2 separate regions of the Mus musculus genome follow, and region 1 is linked to region 2. The links are chromatin contacts, called in public capture Hi-C maps. All regions are on one chromosome and are shown on one strand. Each heading gives the region's core, a stretch centred on a gene start, on an enhancer-like site or on the middle of the called end of the contact. The rest is flanking DNA. Distances are from core to core; before and after follow the strand shown.

Region 1 (4,570 bases), core at 334-2,833, 1.0 Mb after region 2:
CAAGTAGCAAGTTCTGAGTACTCATTAAATGGCTTAATACTGTCAAATCTTTAATTAAACTAATCATTCAGCATTAGAAACATGCCCTTATCTGAGGTTTTTCACCGTTTTTTAATTTTTACTTTTTCATAGCTGGATCTTAGTTATAAAGTTGTTGGGGAGATGAGAGGGGAGTATCAGAATCTGAAAACTCCTGGCTTTTTCACTGTCTGGGCTGCTAATCTATGCAAGTAGAATTCTAGCACAGCAGACTTAAGGCTGGGAAGATACCCTTACCTGTCTGTAGAGCTGTTGTTAACCATACCAGTTTCCACCACAGACAGTTAAACATCTAAACCCCTGAAGTCAGAACAACACGGGATTCTTACAGTCTGTGTGCACATTTAAGCTTTCTTTAAAGGAAACTTGACCAGGACAGCCAGAACTACACAGAGAAACCCTGTCTCAAAAAAGAAAAATCAAAAACAATAAATAAATACATACATAGGAGACTTGAAAGAGTTTCCAACACCACCCTGGTAAAGTCAACCCTGGACGTTCCTTTGAGAGGGAGCAAAGGCCAGATTTTCAGGTAGATCAGTGCAGGGTGTAGTCAGGCTCCACCCACCACATTTCCAAGCAGCAGAAATTTTTGTTCTTTAGGTTAAACCTAATAGGTTATTTATTAGGCATATAGAGGTGAAGTGTTGAGCTGAACCATTCTCAGGGCTTATATATACACTATTTCCCTCTTTAACTCAATGGAAGAACGGGGTAACTGACCGCATGAGGCACAGGCTCACAATTGTTACGTGGCTTCCTTAGTTATAGCAGGATAGAGCCCACTCCTGGCTGGCCAAATGCCTTTTTCTTTAGTATACAACTTTATTCTAAATACATATTCCTCCAAGTTTTCGCTTCTCCATAAGAAATCAGATTTTTATGCCTGTCCCTGTATGGAAGCAACTTGAGGAATGTACAGAGACTACCTGGAAAGCTAGTTAAAAATACTTATTGTTGGGCTATACCAGAGTCCCAGATTCACATAACTTAAGAAGGTAGTTTCTGTTTCTAGCATGTTCTCAAGATGGGTTGGTACTACTGATTTAGAGTCCCCATCTTAATAGTTTCAATTTGAAAATCTCTTAATGAAACATAACCCATACTCTTAACAAATATTCAGCGGCTTCTCAGCGTGAGATGGGCAGGTCTGATAGATAGAACCCAGTCTGATCTTTGGGCTCCTAGATGGAGGAAATAGAAGAAAAACAAATGAGTAAATATTAAAGCTACAACAAAGAGCAATGTGTGAAAACCACAGCAGAATGGTCAGGCGCTTGCTATCAGTTTACATTTTAGGGAGGGAAACCAAATGGGGGTTTTGACTTTCATCTCCCTAGGAAAAGACACATCTGAGCTGAACTTCTGAATAATTCCTGGCTCATGAAGCAATTCCCAATCCAGAAAACCAAGTAGAGGCTGAGAATGATGAAAAACTCCTAAGATTCTGCAGAACAGTTTCCTTCCTCGGGTCTGACTGCCAGAAGGAGGCAGGGCTTTTTAGAAAGCCACTGCAACACTCGGACCTTCCGAGGCATAAGATGTGTCAGAAAGCAGAAGCCTCCTCTCTTTGCTACATAACTGACATGTAGGAGGCCTCTTAGTAGTCTTCTTAAACATTTTGTTTAAGGACTGAAGAGGTCTGGTATTCCTTTGGCTGCCTAAACTGAAATCTGAGCAGCTCTCAGCACATACTAATTGCCCACACTCTGCCCATACATTGAAGTAGTTACTACAGGAGGGTTGTCAAATTTGGACTTAGAAAAGCCTGGATTTAGATCAGTCATATTGACTTTATAAAGACACATATGTCTTTATAAAAAGCAAGTGACTATCTGCCCCACAGAATTACTGGTACTGAGGAAATGCACATTTATTTGGAATTTACTAAATACTATCTTTCATGCTGAGTACTTTAAGAAAAATCTATTAAGCCAGATGACATACATTAAGGTTAAGTGCTATGAAAATAATTATAATTAGCACATCATTAAAAAAACAGGGTTGAGTCACAAAGTTATCAGGACTTAATCCTGAGATGAAACTGGGGAAAGGTTTGATTTGCTTTGATGATTTGCCCCATAAAGTTGTCTGAGGAACATAACAAAAACAAAACAATACAGCGCATTTCATAAAATCCCTCAAATGTCCTCATATATAATCCTACCCCTAACCTTCCTACGAAAAATGGAGGAAGAAGAGGAGGAGGAAGAGGCCATTTGCTGCTGGAGATAGCGTGCAGCTTTAGTAGAGGATTAGAGTTTGGGTCCCAGCACTCCCATGGCTCTTAATAACTAAGTTTTATTTCCGGGACTCTAACATCATCTCTCTAGCTTCCATAGGCATTCCATACACATGCAGGAAAAACACTCATATACTGAAGATAAAAATAATGTTGGTCTAGAAAGTTGGGTCAGAGGTCAAGAGCACTTGCTGCTCTTGTAGAGGACCCAGGTTTAGCTCCTACCTGAGCCCACATGGCTCACAACCATCTCCATGTACACAGTCCCAGGGGATCTGACACCCTCTTCTGAAGTCTGAGGACACAAGGCACAACATGCTATGCATACATACATGCAGGTAAAACATCCATACACAAAATAAATTTAAAAATTATGTCATCAAGTCTGTTCACATTGTAATGGGAAATACTGAACATTTGTCTTTAAGACCTTAAGTATAGACTTAGACATTTTCTTTCTCTAAGGCTATTGAAATGAGGTAAAGCATATATTTTAAGTCACACCACAAACCAAAAGTTTACTAAAAACTTAATAAATGTTTTTCTGTGACAGAGTGATAGTGGCCCTCGCCTTTAATCCCAGCACTCAGAAGATAGAGGCAGGCAGAACTCTTTGAGTTCTAGGCCAGGTTAGGCTAGAGAAAGTTCCAGAATAGCCAGGGATATGCAGAGAAACCTTGTCTTGAAAAGATAAAGATATAAGGGTTCTTTATGAATCATGGGTATAAAATCAGCACTCATCTTTCTCCAAGACCTAAGAAATTAAAATAGCCAAGGATGGTGGTGGGCACCTATAATCCCAACATTTTGAAAAGAACAAGGAATTTAAGGCCAGACTCAATTACATAGTGTGTTTGGATTATATGAGTCCCTGTCTCAAAAATGGTGGTTCAGTAGTAGAAAAGGGTGACAGGGAATTAAGAGCTGGTAAGATAGCTCAATGTATAAAGGAACTTACTGAGCAAGACTAGTGAACTTTTAGTTCAATGCTCAGGACCCATAGAAAGTTTGAAGGTGGTATCCAACTCCACAGAGCTGTCCTCTAACCTCCATACACGTCACATACATATACAGTATAAGTAAGTAAATTATTAATTTTTATAGTTAAGAGGCTGGAAAGACAGCCTAATGGTTACAGTGCTTGCTACTCTTTCAGAGGACTGGAGACCGCTCCCAGCTATCACACTGGGTGGGTGACAAAAATCTGTAACCTCTAGGACATATGATGCTTTCTTCCCACTTCCAAGGGAAAACACAAAACACACACACACACACACACACACACACACACACACACACACACACACACACGTAATTAGAAAGCACCTCAGCATGTAATGAGCAGGGAAATGAACTCCTGTGGCCCGAAATTCAGTATTCTAGGGCAAACTCATCCAGCCAGAAGCTGCAGAAAGCGCTTCTCCAGAATGGTGCTAACCATAGAGTAAGGTGCAAAGAAGATTTAAAAAAACAAAACAAACAAACAAAACCTGTTTTGATGCTTTCCCTCTGGATTCTGCCTCTGCTATCTCACTGCTACAGCCAATCAGTGCTCTGGGCTGAGAGGAAGGGAAGCGGAAGAAGGCAGGCTAGAGATGAGGGACTGACTACCTGTCTACAGGTTTGACTGCAGTGAAGGAGTTGGAAGAGGAAGACCACACAGTATAGGGCCATTTGCACAAGTCCTGAATGCCAAGCTCAAGAGCGTATACTTTTTCATATACAATAAGCATGCATAAGAGAACACAGTGGGAGACTAACAAGGCAGAGGATTCTCCCACAAGGACTAAGCAGGCAGATGTACAACTACAGGGAAGGTATTGTGAACTTCTGTAATCACAGTTTTCTAAGCAGGAAGCTGAAACCAGTTGTTTCAACTTTCTTCGCTTATCTTAAAGTAAAAAAAGCAACAACAGAAAATGAATCCAACTTTATAAGACAGGGGTTGACCTGAATAATTTAATTTGACAGGTGGAAAAATGAAAGAAAGCTATGTACTGGTGGCTAAAGTCAGAGTTCAGAGATTGAAGACCCTGACCTCTCTTATTATGAACTTAGGAGTGATTAAAACAAGCTAACCAAAACCAGTATCTCTCAGTTCCTTAAGCCAATGAGATTCCCCCACCCCCACCCCGCCACTTACTCACTGGCCCATAAATCTCTACACACTATGTTATCTAAACAGACCAGGTTTCTCTTAATATCAGGTTTTGCTCAGCTGCTAGAAAAGCAAACTCCAACCAACTGCATCCAGCAACAAATATAGTAACATACTTCCATGAAATGAAA
Region 2 (4,568 bases), core at 117-2,616:
AAGCAAGCATTTCCCCTTTTGCATTTATTATAATACATCTAGTTTTGGTTACTATTTATTTTTTCCAAACAAGCAACAGAGCAAGATTGACTTAATGCTTTTATATCTTTATTTGTTTGTTTATATATTGGTGAGTGCTGGGATTGCAAGTGAGAGAAACTTACATCTACAGACACACAGAAGGCAGGGAGAAAATCAGATGTCCTACTCTATCAGTCTCGCCTTGTTCCAGTGATACAAGGTTTCTCACTGAGCTTAGAACGAAGCTGGCAGCCAGCAAGCCTTAGTGATCTCCCTGCCTCTATACCTGGTTGTTGGGGATCCATGTACGTTTGGCCACACACCCAGCTTTTTCTTCTTTTTAAAATGGGTGCTAAGAATTGAAACTCAGCTTCTCCTACTGTACAGCATGCACTCTGACCCACTTAGTCATCTCCAGCCCATCAAGTTTGTTACAAAGAAGGACAAGAAGACCGTTGACTGTGTTTAAGAACAGCATTTACAAGGAAATAAGCAACGCTAATGTTAAGAAATTAATATATTACAATATAAGTGGTTCTCCTTTTTTATTTTTCCTTTCCCAAATAGGGTCATCTTCTATGGCATCTGCATGTGGTGGAAGTTTGGCATTAATGGATGCAGGTAAAGATTATGTCTCAAAACTGTTAGTATTTTACATATATATTCATTAGTACAGAATATAAAATTTGTTTAGATTGGATTTAATAAAAGTCAAAACCGTGGGCTAGATACAATATAATTACATCAGAAAGATATTAGCTGAAGTTCTTATTTTTAGCTAAAAGACATTGGAAATTTATAATATACTGAAAATTATAAACACTTGCCTTGGTGACCAAATGCACTTTCTCACCTTCCAAAAGTGGAGACTTCCAGAATTGATTCTTGTCAATAAAGAAGTTTCAACTAGTAAACAAAAGCATTAGAATCCATGAGAGAGAGTAACCATGTAGTGTCTGAATAGGTTTATAGTAACCACTATATTGGAGAGAGCAGCACTCTAAAAGTATCCACAGAAACGATTCTATAGGAGGTATACGGGAAGTAGTTTGATGCAACCCTTGAGTCTGTGACACGAAAAAAGAAAGAGCTCATGTTTTAGGCGTTCATGAACTGTTTCTGGTAGTTACAGTGCTACTCAAAAAATAAATAAATAAATAAATAAATATATATATATATATATATATATATATATATATATATATAGAGAGAGAGAGAGAGAGAGAGAGAGAGAGAGAGAGAGAGAGAGAAAAGGCACCCAAAGGTACTACAGAGGACACACAACGATTTCTCTGTTAAGCTTGAACATTTACAACACAGATATAAAATCTAGAAGGGAGCATAACCCAAAGAGGAAGTGAAACAGTCATGTGAGTAGATTTTAATGTTACTTAGAAACAGTAAAGCTTCAATCAGGCTAAAGCGAAAACTGCTAATGATCTTTTCCCAGTTCTATTTACCAGAGGTACATATATTAAATTTTCTATTGTTTGTCTTCATTCATTTTACAAATCTTCACCTATAAATCAAACAGTGATCTAAGTCCTTGGGACATAGTGATGAGCAAATAAGTCATTTCTTTTAAAAACAAGTTACTTTCTCAGCCAAGTCTCAAATTTAAAAAGAAAAAAAAAAAAAAGCAGCCAAGAATCATGGTTTAATTCCAGCACTCCAGAAGTAGAAACAGGCAGATCTCTGAGTTCAAGGCTGACCAGAGTGACTTAATAAGATTCTATCTCAGAAAAATGCTAAGAAAAGACTAACTGAAAGGTAAAAGACTTTTTCCCTCGCTTCAGAGATAGTGTTATGTAATTCAGGCTGGCCTAGAACTCCTGATTCTCTGGTCTCTACTTCCCAAGTGGCTGGGATTACAGGACAAAGATCTGTCTAAGGAAATATAAGGGGATTCCAGGTTTAGACTAATATTGCCAGTGGTGATGCACTGACATGAAGCATAGGCAGTTGTTGATTTTACAAGACTACACTTTCTGTAAGATAGAACTGTAGGACTTCCTAAGACTCTCAAGTAGTTCATAAAAGACACGTGTAGGGCTGGACACATGTAAGAGCACTGGCTACTCTTAGAAAGGACCTTGATTTGGTGCCCAGTACTTAGGGAGTGGCTTAAAACCATCTGTAACTCCAGTCCTAGAATATCTTATGTCCTCTAGCCTCCTGGGCACTGGGCCTACATGTGGTGCTCAGACATAAATGCAAGCAAAACACCCATACACATACAGTAATGAAATAAAACTCTCTTTAAAAGGGAATGGGTGAATATATTTTAGAATGAAAAGTGGCTATAGAAAGGAGCCAGAAGATAATAAAGAGAAATAAATAATGTCTATAACTGACTTTGTTGTTATTTCTGGGTGGAAAAAAAAAAAACCTAAATTCCAAATGAGGTGGAGGAATACTGTTATCTAGAAATCTCTCTTATCAGGGTAGGTATCTTTTATGTAAATGGTACAGAATTTTATACTAAATAATAGATACATCATCTATGACTACTAATCAATGTATAAGAGAAAGGTACCACAGGAGAGAGGTACCAGGTAGAATACTTAAAAGATGCCTCATCAGCAGCCCATTTCCTTTCCATAACAACAGTGACCTCCCAATATAAAGGATGTTAGTAAAAAGGAATAAGGGTAGCTGTCATCCAGCTTCTGGTGGCAAGATGGCAACTTTGGGACCAGCCAAAGCCACACAGCAAGGCTCTGTCTCAAAAAGAGAAGAAAGAAAAAGGAATGGTAACTATTGTATTAAATGATAAAATCTATTCATTTCTGACAGAGTCTCACTATGTAACCCTGGCTGTCCTGCAGATCAAGCTGGCCTTGATCTCACAGAGATCACTTCTAGAGTCCTGGGATTAAAAGAGTATACCACCACACCCACTAAAGTTTATGTCTCTTTTTTTAAAAAAGATGAAAAATATAAACACATGTAAAAATATTGAATTTAATAAGAATTAAAATCAAGTACTGTAGAAAGGGCCAAGAAAAAGTATGCAGTTTAGTTCAAAGAAATGAGTGCTTCTAAGCCCTAAGCCAAGCCTGCACACTCTTGACACAAATGGAATCTATTTTTTTAAAAAGCTTACAGGTATAGAAATTAACATAAAATACCAATGAGCAAATTGATAAGTATGTGTATTGCACAGTGGAAAATAATAAATTAGGTTGAGGATAACTGAGTTAGAGGCCATGATATTTTACCTAGTTTAAAGGTTGAATAGTTAGGTTAGAATGAGGCCCATTGAAAACATGGACTGAGTAGCCTGTGCAAAATGATGAAGTTATAAAATAGCATTGTTGTCTGAATGTATTCAAAGGAACCATTAAGTAAGTGAACCAGATTTTGAAGGCCACTTGAGCAGCTAAAACATGTTTGTTTGTTTTGTTTTACTTCCTCCTTTTTAAAAGATGTTTGTTTGTATGTGTGAGTATGTGTATGTGTATATATGAACATCACATACCTGCCTGATATCCTCAAAAGTCAAAAGAAGTAGTTGGGTCTCCTGGAGCTATACTTTCAGGTGGTTATTAGCTGCCTGATGTAGGTGTTGGGAATTAAACCCAGGTTCTCCACAAGAGCAGCAAATGCTCTTAACCACTGAGCCACTTCTTCAACCCTTTGTTTATTCATTTATTTATTTGAGATGGGTTTTTGTTTTGTATTTTGAGACAGGGTTCCATGTAGCCTAGGCTGGCCTCAAATTGAGTTTATACAGCTGAGACTGACTTTGAACTCCTGATTCTCTTGCCTTCACTTCCCAAGTGCTGGGATTATAGGCATGAGCCATTATGTCCACCTTAAGCAATTTGTTTAATGTAAGTTGAGTAGATTCATTATGAGCACTGAATCTCTAGGAACAGAATGTATACTAACTATATTAGTTACTTTTCTATTGCTATGATAAAACACCATGACCAAAGCAACTTGTGCAAACTAGAGAATTCCCTTTAGCCTATGATTCCAGACAGATAAAAGAAAGTCCATCGTGACGCATGAAGAAGCATGGCTGCAGAAACAGGAAGCTAGAGATCACATGTTCAGTGGTAGAAACAAAAGAGAAAGAACAAGCTGGAAATGGGGCCAGTCTGTAAACTCTAAACGCCTGCCTCCATTGATATACTTCCTGCAGCATAGTCTAATCAGCTCCCCAGACAGCACCACAGACTGGGGCTGCGGTGTTCAAATACTGAGCGTATGAGGGACATTCTCATTCTAACCACTTCAGTGTCCAGAATACTTTAGGCCCCCACCTTGGAGCTAGAACCTAATTTTGGTTCCCAGCACTCACTCTGAGTATAACAATCATCTCCAAAGGATTTGATGCCCTCTTATGGTCCCCAAGCATATACACTCATACTTACAACTTAAAAGTCTTTTAAAAAAAACAAATCTCCAGCTTGAGGGTATAATAGTGATACAGTGCTTGCTTAGCTAATCATCCCATCACCACAACCAACACAAATACAAAATTAGGTTATGGACAACTTAAAGGGTTTTATATTTTATTATTTACTTAACTAGATTCT

What was found. Capture Hi-C pulls out chosen DNA fragments and counts their contacts.
Region 1: a capture Hi-C map of macrophages shows a contact between it and region 2, with 7 times the contacts expected there. The contact joins two enhancer-like sites. A contact is called at or near these places in 1 of 39 promoter capture datasets (pre-B cells), 1 of 484 Hi-C or Micro-C datasets (bone marrow-derived macrophages), 4 of 115 datasets of contacts at active chromatin or transcription factors (astrocytes, bone marrow-derived macrophages, double positive thymocytes and 1 more) and 2 of 9 other capture datasets (liver and macrophages).

The regions. Positions count from the first base shown.
Region 1 is chr11:30,190,553-30,195,122 of GRCm38.p6, forward strand. The region is part of intron 1 of Sptbn1 (spectrin beta, non-erythrocytic 1); the gene reads right to left. Among named protein-coding and RNA genes, the nearest start is that of Sptbn1, 27 kb to the right of the region's middle. Within about 2 kb of position 1,584, at least 11 of the 459 cell types and tissues checked have an H3K27ac peak or open chromatin away from gene starts, as enhancers often do. A contact at or near this core is called in macrophages, where this site is marked.
Region 2 is chr11:29,147,690-29,152,257 of GRCm38.p6, forward strand. It overlaps Pnpt1 (polyribonucleotide nucleotidyltransferase 1), which reads left to right. Exons shown (of 28, transcript NM_027869.2): 18 at 589-642. Among named protein-coding and RNA genes, the nearest start is that of Pnpt1, 19 kb to the left of the region's middle. Within about 2 kb of position 1,367, at least 9 of the 459 cell types and tissues checked have an H3K27ac peak or open chromatin away from gene starts, as enhancers often do. A contact at or near this core is called in macrophages, where this site is marked.